Linked DNA regions of Hordeum vulgare: region 1 is linked to region 2. The links are chromatin contacts, called in public Hi-C maps. All regions are on one chromosome and are shown on one strand. The core of a region is the stretch at or near the end of the contact, and the rest is flanking DNA. Distances in the headings are between cores, read along the strand shown. Region 1 holds the start of LOC123397089 (ribosome production factor 2 homolog). Region 2 holds the start of LOC123398635 (serine/threonine-protein kinase RIPK-like).

The links. Hi-C and Micro-C count contacts between places; a contact is called where the count stands out from the background.
Region 1: a contact with region 2 is called in a Hi-C map of seedling, with 10 times the contacts expected there. The contact joins the promoter of LOC123397089 here to the promoter of LOC123398635 in region 2. A contact is called at or near these places in 1 of 6 Hi-C or Micro-C datasets (seedling) and 1 of 1 datasets of contacts at active chromatin or transcription factors (embryo).

What each region holds. Positions count from the first base shown.
Region 1 is chr5H:430,579,129-430,583,775 of MorexV3_pseudomolecules_assembly, forward strand. LOC123397089 (ribosome production factor 2 homolog) reads left to right here and starts at 3,213. Exons shown (of 7, transcript XM_045091773.1): 1 at 3,213-3,321; 2 at 3,544-3,699; 3 at 4,108-4,311; 4 at 4,578-4,647. The coding sequence starts at 3,622.
Region 2 is chr5H:430,156,366-430,160,779 of MorexV3_pseudomolecules_assembly, forward strand. LOC123398635 (serine/threonine-protein kinase RIPK-like) reads left to right here and starts at 1,831. Exons shown (of 4, transcript XM_045093086.1): 1 at 1,831-2,889; 2 at 3,001-3,136; 3 at 3,543-3,679; 4 at 4,202-4,414. The coding sequence starts at 2,482. It overlaps LOC123398636 (a long non-coding RNA gene), which reads right to left and starts at 3,612. Exons shown (of 3, transcript XR_006610224.1): 1 at 3,520-3,612; 2 at 3,254-3,340; 3 at 3,066-3,158.

The DNA of each region.
Region 1 (4,647 bases), core at 1,963-4,462, 420 kb after region 2:
TCTTCCTTCTCTCCCATCTCATATATATCATGGGCGCTAACGTTATACATGTGGGTGATTAGTCTGTTTTTTAAATTTATGTTTTTTTAAAATTCATGAACTTCCTTTAAAAAATGCTATTTTTTTAAAAGTCAAGGTTTATTTTAAAAATTCATAAGCGCTTTGTAAACATTATGGTTGAAAAATGTCACAAAATTTCATGACACACCCGTACAACGAATGTAGCTGCTTGTTGGCTTGTTGCCCTTAAAAAAGTGAAGAGAGAAGTTGTGTGGCACTGTGATTAAGGGAGTTTAGCGGGCTACACATTTAAAGAAAGCTACATGCAAGATTTACACGGTGCCGAATACCCCCTTTTGCACTCCTGCCTTGTACACATTTAAAGTACATATTGGCATGTAATTTGTTAGGATTTGGTTGGCTAAATCCTATTCTAAGAATCTTTCCCCCTTTTGCACTCCTCACTTGTTTTAATGAGCAATTTTTGCACTCCTGCCTTTTTTTAATCTAAACATACTTTATTCTTATTGGGTAAACAAGTTCGGCAAAATATATAATAATATATAGTTAAGTTTGACAAGTTTGACTTTTTGAAAAATAATACAGTTAAGTTTTGTTTTGTCTTGTCTATAGTTAAGAAACGCATACAATATTTAGGAACGGAGGGGGTATGTATGAATACAATGTATAGAAAAATGTTGATGAATTTTAACATTTGCAAAAGTTTGTTATGTATTTACAATTAATTAGTATATATATATGTAGACAATAGATTCTCTTAGTCATTTAATAATGAATTTATCAAAAATGCCTCCATTATGCATGTGTACAAGTTGATCCAATTTTTTTTTCTGATATCATCTACATACCCTAGCTAGCTAGCTTCTATATATCACGTTGTCTGTCAAAGTATTGAAGAAATCCATGGCTTCATCATTAGCTGGTACTAATAGGCGCATGATGCCATGAAGCTCTCGAAAGTTTTTTGGAACGGAGTTCCTGATAGGATAATTCGCTTTTTGGTAAGAAGTTCAGCAAAGTCCTTGCAAAAAGCGATATTCGGATGACTCTTGTTGAACATCGTACCAAAAAGTCAATTATTCTATTCGGGACTCCGTTCCAACATAATTTTGGAGACCTTCATAGCATCATGCGCCTATTACTTCCGGCTAATGATGAAGTCATGATTTTCTTGAATCCTTTGACAGTAGACAACGTGACATATAGAAGGGTAGATGAGATCATGAAAAATATGGACCATTTTCTGTACATCGAGAATGTCGCCATTTAGTTAAATCCCTTGAAGGTTAAGAGAATCCGTTATGATTCTGAATCATGTTCCTAGCCAGGGACTAAAGGTTCCTCGTATATAAGAAATCACAATCCAATCATTTTTATCATTTACAATTCTTTTTATCATGATCTAATATATACGCACACAATTAATATGTTCATATCGATCTTCTTTTCTAATAAAGATGAAAGGCATGCGGGATCGGTTCCTACCAACGGATCGTGTACAAGCAATATTCAAGAGGAAATAGCGGAATTTTTGTTCGACCAGGTCATAAATCCCAAAGTAGAATAACATTACAAGTTGTAATGCCTCCATGTAATGAAATGCTAATTGTAGGGAAAATTATATATATATATATATATATATATATATATATATATATATATATATATATATATATATATATATATATGTATGTGTGAATGCCCGTGCGAGAAATTCGATGATATATATATGATCAGTTGTACGAGAAATTCTATTTTTATATACGCATAACATGTACAATATGTAGTATGTAGCGTAAGATATGTTCTAAATGAAAAAGAATTAAATGAAAAACAGAAAATGAAAAGCAAAAATAAACAATAAACCTCAAAATCTCAAACCCCCAAATCAACAAAGTCTCTAGTCTCGGTTGGTAACACCAACCGGGACTAAAGGTCCTGACCACGCCTCGCACGCTGCCAGCCACGTGGAAGGGTATTAGTCCTGATTCGTGGCAAACAGGGACTAAAGGTGGGGGGTCTTTAGTCCCAAGTTAATAGTCCCGGTTAGAGAACCGAGACTATAGGCCCTTACGAACCGGGACTATAGCCCCGTTTTATACTGGTGATACAATGTAGGCCTGACGGATTTCTGAGTCACACATGACGCGTGTAATCTAGACCAAAATCATGTTTGGCAAGTCTATGTGCCTCGACATTACACTCTCTTCCTTCAATGATGAAGGAGCATTGTTGGAAATTTTTGGATGTCTCCAATATCTCTATAATAACGGTCGTGTATACGCCTCCAGTGTTGTTTTTTTATGTCAAGCACAATACCCTAGCAGTCCGATGCCACTATCACATGCAATACCCCAAAGGTCCGTAACGATCGCAAGTGCTTCACGACACGCAAGTGCTTCCAGGGTGGCTAGATCAATAATACCCTTACACCGGATAGCTAAAGCACCCAAGAACACGCCTGCAGAGTCTCTGCAAACTGCACTGAAGGAACCTTCGACCCGATTTCGTGCTACGCACCATCAAACCAGATCTTCACAGTACCTTGGGGAGGAGGAACCCAACCTTATTGCACTTGACGCGACACCTGTGCCCCCTGTGATGTCATGGTTTACATTCCTTCAACTCGCACAGATACTTCATGATGAAATTGTGTGTCTATTGCGGCGACTGGAAAATATGCTCGTTTTTTAGGGGGTAAAACAACTTTATTCATCATAAACCACATAATGTGGCATACAATTTGGGTCATGGGGCTGCCCCAACCAGGTGTGGCGCCCCGGCCCTCTAAGAAGGAAAAACTTAGCTAAATGGTGTGCCTCCATATTGGCTGCACGTCCTTCAAAAACAAAATTAATCCGTTATTTCCCATGCTCCCATTATTAATGTCCAAAATCGTGCAATAACCATCCTCTACAGATTGAGATCTGCTGCAAGCGCTAGGGCTTCTGCATGCGATGGTCACGAGAGATTTAGAAGTCAGGCCTTGTGAAAATGGATGGAGTTTGAGGGTAATCGGCCCAATCACGCTGTTAGTGAGATTTAGCGCATAGTCTGCCTTGAGCCAGCAATTTACGGCCCAAGATAGATAAAGGGCATCTTTGCCGCGGCCCAGATAGATCCTAGAGAGACCACGAAGCGGCCCGATGGCCTGCTGCGCAAGACAGCCCCTCCCCTAAACCACCACCCGTGAAAACCCTGGTTCTCCCACCTCACACGAACGAAAGCCCTAGCGCTCTCTCCCTTCGCCTCTCACACCCGGCGGCGGCGGTCGAACGAGGGCACCCGGCGGCGGCAGAGGTCAGCCTCCCACCTCCCTCCCTCCCTTCCCCCAGCCTCTCTCCTCTCCCTTCTCTCCCATCTCGTGAGTCGCGCGGCGCCAGCGTCAGGACGCGCGTCCGGCCGCGGCGTACGGATTCGCCGGGGATGCTGCTGGGCGCAGCTGAGTTTTGTGCTGGTCGTGTGTTCCGCCCTTCTCCTGTCACCTCTCTTCGCACTGACCTATAATTTTTGTTTTTGCAGCGACGAATAGGTGCTTTCCAAGCCTAGACAGAGGACTCAACCCGTTTCCCGGGCGGCTTTGTGTTGTATCGGAGGAGGATGAGCAAGATGGGTCCGATCAGGGTTCCCAAGACCATGCGCGCCAAGCGCGAGCTCCTCAAGCACGCGCCCAAGCTCGTAAGCTTCTCTCCCCTTCCATCCTTTCTGCAGCTGTTGCAAACGTGCCTCGAGTTACATTGCGAGAAGAACACTATCCTCGTTTAATTGTTACAGATATGGAACCATGCAGCGTAAATAATTGTTGTAATGTATATAGATACAACGAATTATATGGTAGTTTTTCTTAATGTAGTATGTATGTTATTGTCTTTGTGATTGCGGCCGAGCGTAGACTGGCATCTTCCAGCAATTTCCCAAATTAGTTGCGGGGAGTAGTGTGCTGCAACACTGTATTCTTGTATTGGAACCGAGTTACACACAAAAGGAGTGGCCATATTTTCTGGCACATATTCTATGCTCTGTACAGATAACCACATGCAAATCTTAATTTAGTTGCTTAACCACATGTTCTACTGCTTGATCCAGGTTGAGAATGGCAAGAAGATGCTTATTCTCCATGGTACAAAGACCAGCGCAGTTTTGAACTCTGTGCTGGCAGATTTTTTTCACCTGAAGCGTGATCATGCTGTCAAGTTCACCAAGAAGAACGACAGCATCAGGCCATTTGAGAGCGGGGGTGAAACTTCCCTGGAGTTCTTCTCCCTTAAATCTGACTGCAGCCTTTTAGTGGTAAGTTGTATTATGCTGCCTTGATTTGTTTTGTTATGTAGTTCATGGGAATGAGGAATTGTTATTCATTTGAGAAAATAAATATCAAATCGATGATTCTCTCAATTAAATCTCATTAATAATGAGCTAGATAGTGACTTTCTGAACACCAGTATGGAACCTGTTTCCATGTCTGTTATAATGATTTTATCATTTCCCTTTGCATGCTAAATGTAGAGAATATTATTCTCCATTATTTTTAACTGTAACTACTTACGTGTCTGCAGTATGGTTCGCATTCAAAGAAGAGGCCCAACAATCTTGTTTTGGGAAGGACTTATGATCACCACATATATG
Region 2 (4,414 bases), core at 581-3,080:
TGATCCAGAGTCATGCGATGGTCGCCACTTGTAGGCAATAGACGACTTTTTTTTGAGGGAAGGCAATAGACGACTTGCCATCACGATGGATGTGTTTTTGGTGTGCATCGGCTTTTAGAGGAGTGTAGCGTTTTCGTCCGAGGCTGGCCGACTTTAATAGCCGAAGCAAACCCAATTATACTTGAATGACCCTGTTTGGATACTCTAAGTCGGTTAGAGGTTAGAGTTAGATTCTAACCCTAAACTAACACTGAATTAACTCTAACCAAATAGGTGTTTGGATGACAGGGTTGGATTGATAATAAATGCTCTTTTTCAATCATTTGGCTACTTTGGATCCTATTTCCTGTCGGATTTGATGTGGTCGGTTTTTTCAATCATTTGGCTACTTTGGATCCTATTTCCTGTCGGATTTGATGTGGTCGGTTTTTTCAATCATTTGGCTACTTTGGATCCTATTTCCTGTCGGATTTGATGTGGTAGGTCCTTATGTGGCCTCCTCCCGCTCACAATTGGCATAAACAAACATTCTTTACAAATCAACATGTAATGAGGTCAGCCAATGTGGAGACTCATCTTTGTGCAAAGCATGCTGGCACATTGACGGTCACCGAAAGTTAAACTGATGATAGACCATCCTTCCTGTTCACCAGTCTGTTGGCTGATGATGCTAAAGTTAAACTGATGATAGACCATCCTTCCTGTTCACCAGTCTGTTGGCTGATGATGCCAGGAGCACTTTTGTTGAGTAAATCTCTCGAGTTTGAATGCAAAAAAAAAAAGTAAGCGAAATTATTTTTCTTTCGTTGGACCAATGTGTGAACATCTATATTGTTTACTCGGTAAAAACGGAGTAACAAATACGAGAGTTTTGACCCTGTAAAACCTGTGTGGTACCTTGAATTTCGCCTAATTTTAAAGATACAGGTAGTGACAACGCCGGTGTTTATCAGAAAGATCTGCAGAAAAATATTGCCAGGCCTTTCTCATCTTCTTGGCCTGTTAACCTTCCAATCCCTCCAGCATTCCACTCAAGTTTTTACCAAAACAGCCTTGCACAACACCATGTCCAAATTCGAACCTCCCAAGGTGAATGAATTTACTGCAAATGCGCATATTTTATTCCTAATTAAGCCTCAGTTTCATTTCATGTCCGTTTAGACCATAGTCGTTCATGCAAATTAAATTAAAGCAAACTGCAAAAGGCACCTGTAGCATAACTGATGAAACCCACGGCGACCGTAGCACAAAACCACGTCTACTAAACCAAATGAGAAGGTGCTTGGATCCAAGAGACTAAAACTAATCGGACTAAAACTAGTCTCTTTAAGAGGCTAAAGTTACAAGCACCCCTGACTAAAGAGAGACTAAAACTAGACTTGAGGCTAAAATCTTTTAGTCAGGGGTACCCCTACTAAAATGTATATTAGTCCTCTCTCTCCTCATTTAACTCCCCAGGCAAGTTCTGGATTGGAGGGTTTGAAGGATAATAAATGTTCATTACCTTGATTTTAGTCTTTTTAGTACTTGAATCCAAGCATGAATGAGGCTAGCAAGTTTTAGAGGGTGCTTGGATCCAAGAGACTAAAACTAGTCTCTTTAATAGGCTAAAGTTCCAAACACCCCTGACTAAAGAGAGGTTAAAACTAGTCTTGAGGCTAAAATCTTTTAGTCAGGGATACCCCTACTAAAATGTGCATTAGTTCTCTCTCTCCTCATTTAACTCCTCATGCAAGTTCTGGATTGGAGTGTTTGAAGGATAATAAATGCTCATTAACTTGATTGTAGTCTCTTTAGTACTTGGATCCAAGCATGGGTGAGACTAGCAAGTTTTAGTCTCATTACTTTTAGTGATGGAACTAAAACGTATCCAAGCACCCTCTTAGTCTCATTACTTTTAGTCATGATACTAAAACATATACAAGCACCCTCTTAACCTAGGAGGAAGTTGAATGGTCAGTTTAATCATCCTAGCCTACGTCCGATGGTCCAGCCCCGGACAGCTTTTCACCATAAAAACGCGAAGCCGCGGTTCGATCTGGTATATGAAACCGCGGTGTGACATGCCATGCATCCACCCATGTTCGTTCCCACAAGGTAGGCTTGAGTCAACTCCATGAAACATAAGCAACCTACGCCTGTAGAAACTCTGGTTGGAGGGCCGCTCGCGCCACCAACCACCACCATTCCCTTCCCCTGTTTCGCCATCCATCACATCATCGGCTGTTTTGTCCTACCGCAGAGTGTCGAGCCGCGGACAACGAGCCCATCCGTGTGGCACAGGCAGCCGCCCACACTCCACACTTATATAAAGGCCCGGCTAGCCGCTCCACCATAGCATCCACCCAAAGCCGGTCTCCGCCTTCTCTCCAGTCCTGCTCACCCTCTCCCTCACCCTGCATTCACAGCTCCTGGGAGGAGGAGGGAACCTCTCTTGATCCTTCGGTATTGATATATATCCGGAACTTGTCGCTTCTTGCCATGGCTGCCAAATCCTGGAACCCCTTCCCCTGCTGCGTCGGCGGCAGCAGAGTGGCGGACAACGACTACGACGACCGCACCTCGCGACGGCGTACCGGCCGGAGCGTGAAACGCTGCCCGAGGTCGTCGTCGAGGATGTCCTTCAAGAGCCTCAGCTCGTCGGGGACGCTGTCGCCGGAGGACCTGTCCATCACGCTCTCCGGCTCCAACCTGCACGCCTTCACCTACGCCGAGCTCCGGACCGCCACGGGGAGCTTCTCCCGCGCCAACTACCTCGGCTGCGGTGGCTTCGGCCCGGTCTACAAGGGCGCCGTCGACGAAAACCTCCGCCCCGGGCTGGCCGCGCAGGCCGTCGCCGTCAAGTACCTCGACCTGGACTGCGGCACGCAGGGCCACAAGGAGTGGCTGGTGAGTGCCAAACAGAGTCCAATGCACGCGCCGGCACGATCAGATGCTGGCCTGATCAATTCGGAGTCTGATCGCTGAACATCTGGCTTATTATGTCGGTTGTTGTTACAGGCTGAGGTTTTCTTTCTTGGTCAATTGAGGCACAAGAACCTGGTGAAGTTGATCGGGTACTGCTACGAGGACGAACACCGGATGCTGGTGTACGAGTTCATGAACGCCGGAAGCCTCGAGACGCACCTCTTCAAAAGTGAGTTCTTCACTGCTTTTTGCTGTCGATTGATCATTCTAAGGATTACTACGTTTGGTGGTTCTTGGAGACCAGCAAGATAAAGAAATGTGTTAATTTGGAAACCTGGGCACGTACTGAGTGCCATCTGGTCCGTTAGCGATGAGCTGTTCTTCTCCCCTGAAGTTTCTTTTCTCCAAGTCAAGAGGACAGATGAGCTGCTATCTGCCTTCCAAAAGAGCAACACACGCTTTCTCTTTTTAAAAATCAGATGAATGTAGATATTGGATATTTACTAAAAAGGGATACTAGATATTTTAGATTAAAAAAAATATTTATTCTACCAACTTCCTGGTGCTTGCAAGTTACTACTGCTCTTGGTCAACGTGGAGGAGGAAACTGACCTGAAACATCCTATTTCCTTCAGGCACAAATGGCTCTCTCCCGTGGATGACAAGGATGAAGATTGCTGTCGGCGCGGCCAAGGGCCTTGCCTTTCTCCACGATGCCGACCCGCCGGTGATCTACCGCGACTTCAAGGCCTCTAACATCTTGCTCGACTCGGTAAGCCACCCGTAACTTCAGACTTTCTGCAAAGAAAAGAAGCACTTCTGAAAATGATTCTAATTTGGGAACTGTAGTGGTGGTTACTAATAAATGGGGTCGGGGTCGAACACAACTTCACACCTCCTACGCTAGAATTACTACAAAAGTGTCTGAAAAACGACAAATAATTCGATCTTAAATCTTCATTTCCAACCTTTAGCTTCTGACCAGTTGAACCATCCAAGATGACATGTTTCTGAACTTAGCTGGCTCAGTGTGTTATGGGCATCCCTGACCTAACTGAAACTCTGAAGATTCTTGGATGAATGCCAAATCTGAGAAATCCAATTAATCGAGATACATTTAGCAGTCATGCTCAGGTTCAAAGAAACACCTATAGATTAGTAATTCACAAACAGTAGTACAACTGTACAAATATGTTTACCTTGCATCTACTTTGAGAGAATTGTTCAGCTTATACATCATTGTATTTCACTTCGTGTTATCTCCCTAACAAAATTTCAATGCTTGATATTTCAGGATTACAACACCAAGTTGTCCGACTTTGGGCTGGCCAAGGATGGGCCTCAGGGCGACGCGACACACGTGACAACGCGTGTCATGGGGACGCATGGTTATGCAGCGCCAGAATACATCATGACGGGTCACTTGACCGCCAAGAGCGATGTATATAGCTTTGGTGTAGTGCTCCTGGAGCTCCTGTCCGGGTTGCGGTCAGTGGACCGTGCACGG